Linked DNA regions of Gossypium hirsutum: region 2 is linked to region 1. Evidence: chromatin contacts called from public Hi-C data. All regions are on one chromosome and are shown on one strand. Each heading gives the region's core, a stretch centred on a gene start, on an enhancer-like site or on the middle of the called end of the contact. The rest is flanking DNA. Distances are from core to core; before and after follow the strand shown. Region 1 holds the start of LOC121208305. Region 2 holds the start of LOC107896921 (60S ribosomal protein L38).

Region 1 (2,980 bases), core at 320-2,819:
AAAATAATTAATTTATTATTAATTAAAATTATGTAGGTGAAAATATCAATAACAAAGATGATTATTTAAATTTAAATTATTAAAATCAAATTTTAATTAACACATATTTTCATAATTGCATTATTATTTTCTTAAATTAATTGTTATATATAAATTATTTATTTCAACAACAAGCATTGAATTCACTAATTTAAATGAATATATTTGCTTCTAACTTTTTTCTCAATATGAAATAATAATTTTAAAAATAAATAAACAAGAAATAAAGATTTGTTCATCCAATTAGAATAATCAATAGTATGTAAAATGAACATAAGACAATAAATTAGAGATTTATAGCTTTTAAAGGTATTCAACATTCTAAATCACAATTTAAGTCATCATTGTTCCAACCTTTTTAAAAATTAAGAAATTCATTTATTAAAATAAAAAATTTACGTCCAATCATTTTTTTTGAATAAAAATAGACTAGACATTAATTTAAATTAAACAATAACAGAAGTTCGATGCTAAGACATGGGCCTACTGGGTATACCCCCAACCGGTCCATTAAAGAAAAATAAAAGAAAAACAAAAACTAGTGGAAAGCAGAATACTTAAAGCTACGAAAATAGGAAACCTAGGGTAATAATTACTAGTCGAATAAGATTGCAGCTGGACACCATTTACAAATCGTCCTTTCATTTCCAAAAAACCCATCTACTGCATTTGATAGCTTTTCAGTTTTTTCCATAGTATGCTATCCAATCCTCTTCATATTTCACAAAGCCATTCTCAATCTGGGAGCCTACTCCATCTTCCCTCCGAACACACATAAATATGGTGTAGTGCCTCTCCTTCCAGGTGTGTTTCTTCTCCCCTTCTTAGCACTTCTTCTGCAATTTTATGAGCCAAGATGTTCTCGATTCTATTGATAAATTGGAACCTGATTTCTTGAAAAAACTCCGACTTTTTTTGAATATCACTGATGATTGCTCCTATAACTGACTTATCTTGCATCGATGTTTGACATTTCTTTATGATGGTTCGTGAATCCCCCTTTACCGTAACTGAGTGTATACCCATGGAAAGTCCAAGATTAATCGAGTGAAGACCTGCATAAGCTTCTGCTGCAAAAGAAGTTGAAACATTTGAATTTAAGACCGTCTTCGTAGCAAGAATTACTCCCATCTGATCCCGAACCACCAGGCTTGCCATCGATTTGAAATCCCTTCGGTTAAAAGCAGCATCAAAGTGAATCGTCATCCCAGAACTCGTATCGCTCTGAATGGCCCTCGTAGCTGTAAATAAGGTACTCCTTTTTTCTGCCAGACCATCAATCTCAGCCAAATACCTTTGAAATTTTGATGCTATCTCTCTTCCTGACTCAACTTTTCTTTCATGCATGAGCTTGTTTCTTGACCCCCACAGGACCCATATGCCACAGCAAAGCAATCGACCTTGTTTGGGAGTGCTCTTTTGGAACATCCAAGTAAGCCAGTCCCAGAACCTCTGAACCAAAAATTTATTAACCAAAGAAGATCTAACATTTGCCAAACTTCAATTGCTACAGGACAATACCGAAAGACATGAGATAAATCTTCCTCCCCAGATCTACATCGAGAACAAACAGCAGTGTCGACTACTCGTTTAGATCGTAAATTAACTAGAGTAGGCATATAGTTCCATGATGATCTCAAAACTGTAATAGTAATCTTTGAGGGTAACTGTAAATTCGAGAGGTTTTTGTAGAAATTTTTTAAATCGGTCTGTAATAATAAGTTGTTAGGATTCGAGCTAGTGCTTTGTAATAGTTTGTAGGCACTTCTGACCGAAAACTCACTAGAAATCTCACCCTTCTACACCTGAAAATCAACTCCTAGGAGTTTCGCCAGAGGGATTTGCAAAATCTTTTGGGCAGTATCTACTGGGAAGGTACTTAGTACTAGTTCAGACTTCCACATATTATTTGTTGCATCAATTATATCTGAAACTAATTGGACTTCATTGTTGTTTTCGTGACTCCTAACAACCGTATCAATTCTTGGTATCCACTAATCATTCCACACTGAGATTCCAGTTCCCCGTCCAACTCTCCAACTCAGCCCACTTCGTAACAATCCTTTTACAGCCCAGACACTCTTCCAGGTAAGTGATGGGGAGTTACCCAACTGTGTATTAAAACTTGGCTTTAAGAACTTTTGCTAGTAAGAAATTTGGATAATTAATGAGGCGCCACCCTTGCTTAGCTAACATAGCGATATTAAACTGGCTAATATTTCGAAACCCAAGACCTTCATTTTCCTTCAAAGTACAAAGGTTCCTCCATGCAGACCAGTGTATACCCCTTCTTCCATGGCCCTTTTGCCACCAAAACTTGGAAATAATATTCTTAATCTCACCACACAATATCTTGGGAAAAAGGAAACAGGCCATTGAGTAAGTTGGGATGGCTTGGAGTATGGCCTTAATAAATACTTCTTTCCCTCATTGTGATAAATGTCTTGTACCCCATTGATCAATGCGCTGCTTGATTCGATCCTTTAAAATTTGAAACGACTCCCTTTTCTTCCTGCCTACCATGTTAGGTAATCCTAGGTAACGCTTTGGGTCACTCGAGCTTCGTACTCCCAATATATTACCCACCACTCTTCTATCAACATCAGGCGTATTCTTGCTAAAAAAGGCAACTGATTTGTCGAAATTAATGCATTGTCCTTAACACATTCTGTACTTTCTAAGGATTTCTTTTAAGATATTAGCTCCTCTACTCGTTGCTTTACTAAATAAAATACAGTCATCAGCGAAGAGTAAGTGTGACACCTGCGGTCCACTCCGACTGGCTTTTACTCATTTCAACAATCCTTCACGCATTGCACGATTTATTAGACAAGATAAGCCTTCCCCACATATAAGGAACATAAAAGGACTGAGTGGATCCCCTTGGCGCAACCCCCTCGTCGGTTGAAAATTCTCCTCTTCAAATCCATTAACTATTATC
Region 2 (2,980 bases), core at 172-2,671, 380 kb after region 1:
GGCAGCATAAAAAACCTCATACAAATTGTGACATGACAGGAAGTCGAATCTTAATCATTTTAAGATTTGGGAATGCTCGACCCACGTATTGGATAAAGATGCGAGGAAGTTAAGCTTAAGGACAAAATTGTGCATGTTTGTAGGATATCCAAAGGGAACAAATGGTGGTTTGTTTTATAACCTAAAAGAGCAAACTATTATAGCCTCAACATATGACGAAGTGATACAGAATGTTGATTCCAAGCTCTGGGAAATAGCTATAAAAGCTAAGATGGACCTAATGTATTCCAACTCAATGTGGGAACCTGTAAACTTACCGAAATGGATAAAACCCATAGGGTGTAAGTAGATCTACAAAAAGAAAAGAAACGCGGATGAAAAAGTAGAAACTTATAAGGCCAAATTTGTAGCAAAAGGTTATACTAAAAAATAAAACATTGATTACGAAGAAACCTTCTCTCCGATTGCCATACTCAAGTTAATCTGTATATTACTATTCATTGTGACGGCTCTTGATTACGAGATCTAGCAAATGGATGTCAAGACAATATTTTTAAATGGCTATCTTGAGAGAGCATCTACATGATGCAACCCACCAGATATATAATTAAAGGAAACAAGTATAAAGTTTGCAAACTATTTAGACCCGTATATGGACTTAAGCAAGTGTCCTACTCATAAAATCAAAGATTTGATCAAGTGATCAAGACTTTTGTATTTGAGCAAAATGTAGATACACCTTATGTTTATAAATGTTTAAGGGATGAAAATGTGGTCTTTCTCGTTTTATATGATGATATTCTACTCATTGAGAATGATGTAGGGACATTGTCATTGGTTAAACTATAGTTAACCCAACAGTTTAGCATGAAGGGCTTTGGAGAAGTTAATTTCATTCTAGGTATTAGAATCCTAAAGGATCGAAAGAACAAAGTGATACCATTGTCTCAGGCTTCATACATAGATAAGATATTGGAGCATTATTTAATGAGAGATTCGAGGAAAGGAAACCAACCTTCTGTATCATGATTTCATCTCTCTTTAGAGGATTGTCCTAAGACAGCGAAAGAAAAAGAGAACATGAGAAAGGTTCGTAAAAAAAACTTAAACAAAGAAAAGTAAAAAAAAAAATGTTTTTAATGTAATGTTTATTATTATGTTTTCAATTTATAGTTGTTATTATGTTTTTTTTAATTAAGGAAAAAATTATCATGGATTTTTTTTTATATTTTAAACTTATTTTTTTAAAAAATGTATAATTCGATTAACCACTTAAATTAATTAAAATTAATCCTGTGATTAAAAATTTTAAAATTTCAATTAAATTCACGGTGTGTATCTTTTGCCAATCCATATTCAATATTGATTCGATTGAATGTTGAATTTTTAGTATAAAGGGCCTCTTGGCCCATAATAAGGTCATTTCTGTTACGCAAAAGATCCCGTCCAAGTCCAGCAGCAGGATAGGAGATTCGGACTCTTAATAATAAAACCACTTAAACAAGGGTAAAACGGGTAACAAAGTAAACTATTTTTAGGGTTTTCCTTCAACGCCTCCATATAATCAAATAACGAAGAAACACAAGGTTGGACTGCGAGCTTTGATTTTTAGGTGTTCCTGCAGAGTGAGGAAGCTCCCCTGAAAGCTTCAGTTGAAAATGGTAAAATAAAGTCTCTTTCCCTCTCCATTTATTTCATTAGATCTCCGAGTCTGATTTTTTTTTCATGGTCAATGCCTCTTTCTTAATGATGATTATTTGTTCTTCAGATCCTCTTTTACCGGTAATCGTTTCATTTTTTTTTCTGTTGTTGGCTTGCTTTTCTTTTTTTTTTTCGTTTATGTTCTTAGTGAAGATGGGTTGAAATTTCAATTGGTTTAAAAGATTTTGAGAAATAGTTTGGGTTCTGTATTTTAGGAGACATTTGAAATATGTGAGCTTTGCCTTAGATTATAGTTTTACGGATTGTGAAACTTTGGTAAATGGTTGTGCATTCAATGTATGTATTTTCTCGTTTTGTTTCATTGGAATATTTGCAATGAGGTACTTTGCCCTTGGTCTGCTTGAAAATATTGCTATTAATTGCATTGAGTTGATGAGTTTTTTATTTCTTTCTTTTTTGGTATCTTTTGATTTCAGTGTCAACTTGAGTCGTGAGATGAACTCATTTAATGGTAGGCTGGTCTGGTCTGATAAATGATTGTTTAAAAGTTTGAACTAATTTGCTGCTTAACAAACTAAGCTGAAATATTTGGAATGTTGGAATGTTTGGTTAGCATGAATGTCCAGTTTTTATTTATTTATTTCCAGTAGTCCTAGTTTGTGTTTTCCTTGTGCTCGAGCAGTTAACTGACCTGTCGATGATGATCTTTAGGCTTTTAATATCATGTTTTCTGGTTCTGCTTTATTTCCTAAGATTTGTATTCTGATGGACAGCCTAAGCAAATTCATGAGATCAAGGACTTCCTTCTCACTGCTAGAAGGAAAGATGCTCGCTCTGTAAAAATCAAGAAAAGCAGAGATGTTGTCAAGTTCAAGGTCCGCTGCTCCAAGTACTTGTACACCCTTTGCGTGTCTGATGCTGAGAAGGCTGACAAGTTGAAGCAGTCTCTTCCTCCAGGTAATTCATGATGAAGGAGCCGCTTTTACATTCTTGTTTTTATTGAACCTATGTCCATATTTGAAATTACTTTCCCGTTACTTATATGTCTTTACCGTCACTGTTTTCATGTTTGCAGGTTTGAGCGTCCAAGACCTGTGAAATTAAAACTGCCCTTAGCTTGTACTAGGCAATGAAAACTAGATTTTGACTTTTAGTTTATTGCTTGCATTTCGAATCGTTTTGCAACGATCAAAAGTTTTTATAATGGATTTTTATTTGGTGTTTTTTTATGGACGTTAGTAATGTTATTAAAACCCTTTATTTATTTTAGTATTCGTGTTCTACATCTTAGTTTGGCACATATTGGATAATCAAACAT

The links. A called contact is a pair of places that touch in the nucleus more often than the background predicts.
Region 2: a contact with region 1 is called in a Hi-C map of leaf, with 2.0 times the contacts expected there. The contact joins the promoter of LOC107896921 here to the promoter of LOC121208305 in region 1. A contact is called at or near these places in 6 of 34 Hi-C or Micro-C datasets (anther, callus, hypocotyl and 1 more).

Annotation. Positions count from the first base shown.
Region 1 is chrA10:79,510,132-79,513,111 of Gossypium_hirsutum_v2.1, forward strand. It overlaps LOC121208305, which reads right to left and starts at 1,570. Exons shown (of 3, transcript XM_041078857.1): 1 at 1,553-1,570; 2 at 1,383-1,471; 3 at 775-1,291. The coding sequence starts at 1,570. The coding sequence ends at 775. It overlaps LOC107896925 (a long non-coding RNA gene), which reads left to right and starts at 1,010. Exons shown (of 5, transcript XR_005903256.1): 1 at 1,010-1,291; 2 at 1,390-1,471; 3 at 1,553-1,914; 4 at 2,060-2,127.
Region 2 is chrA10:79,894,510-79,897,489 of Gossypium_hirsutum_v2.1, forward strand. LOC107896921 (60S ribosomal protein L38) reads left to right here and starts at 1,422. Exons shown (of 3, transcript XM_016822232.2): 1 at 1,422-1,661; 2 at 2,436-2,619; 3 at 2,738-2,931. The coding sequence starts at 1,659. The coding sequence ends at 2,760.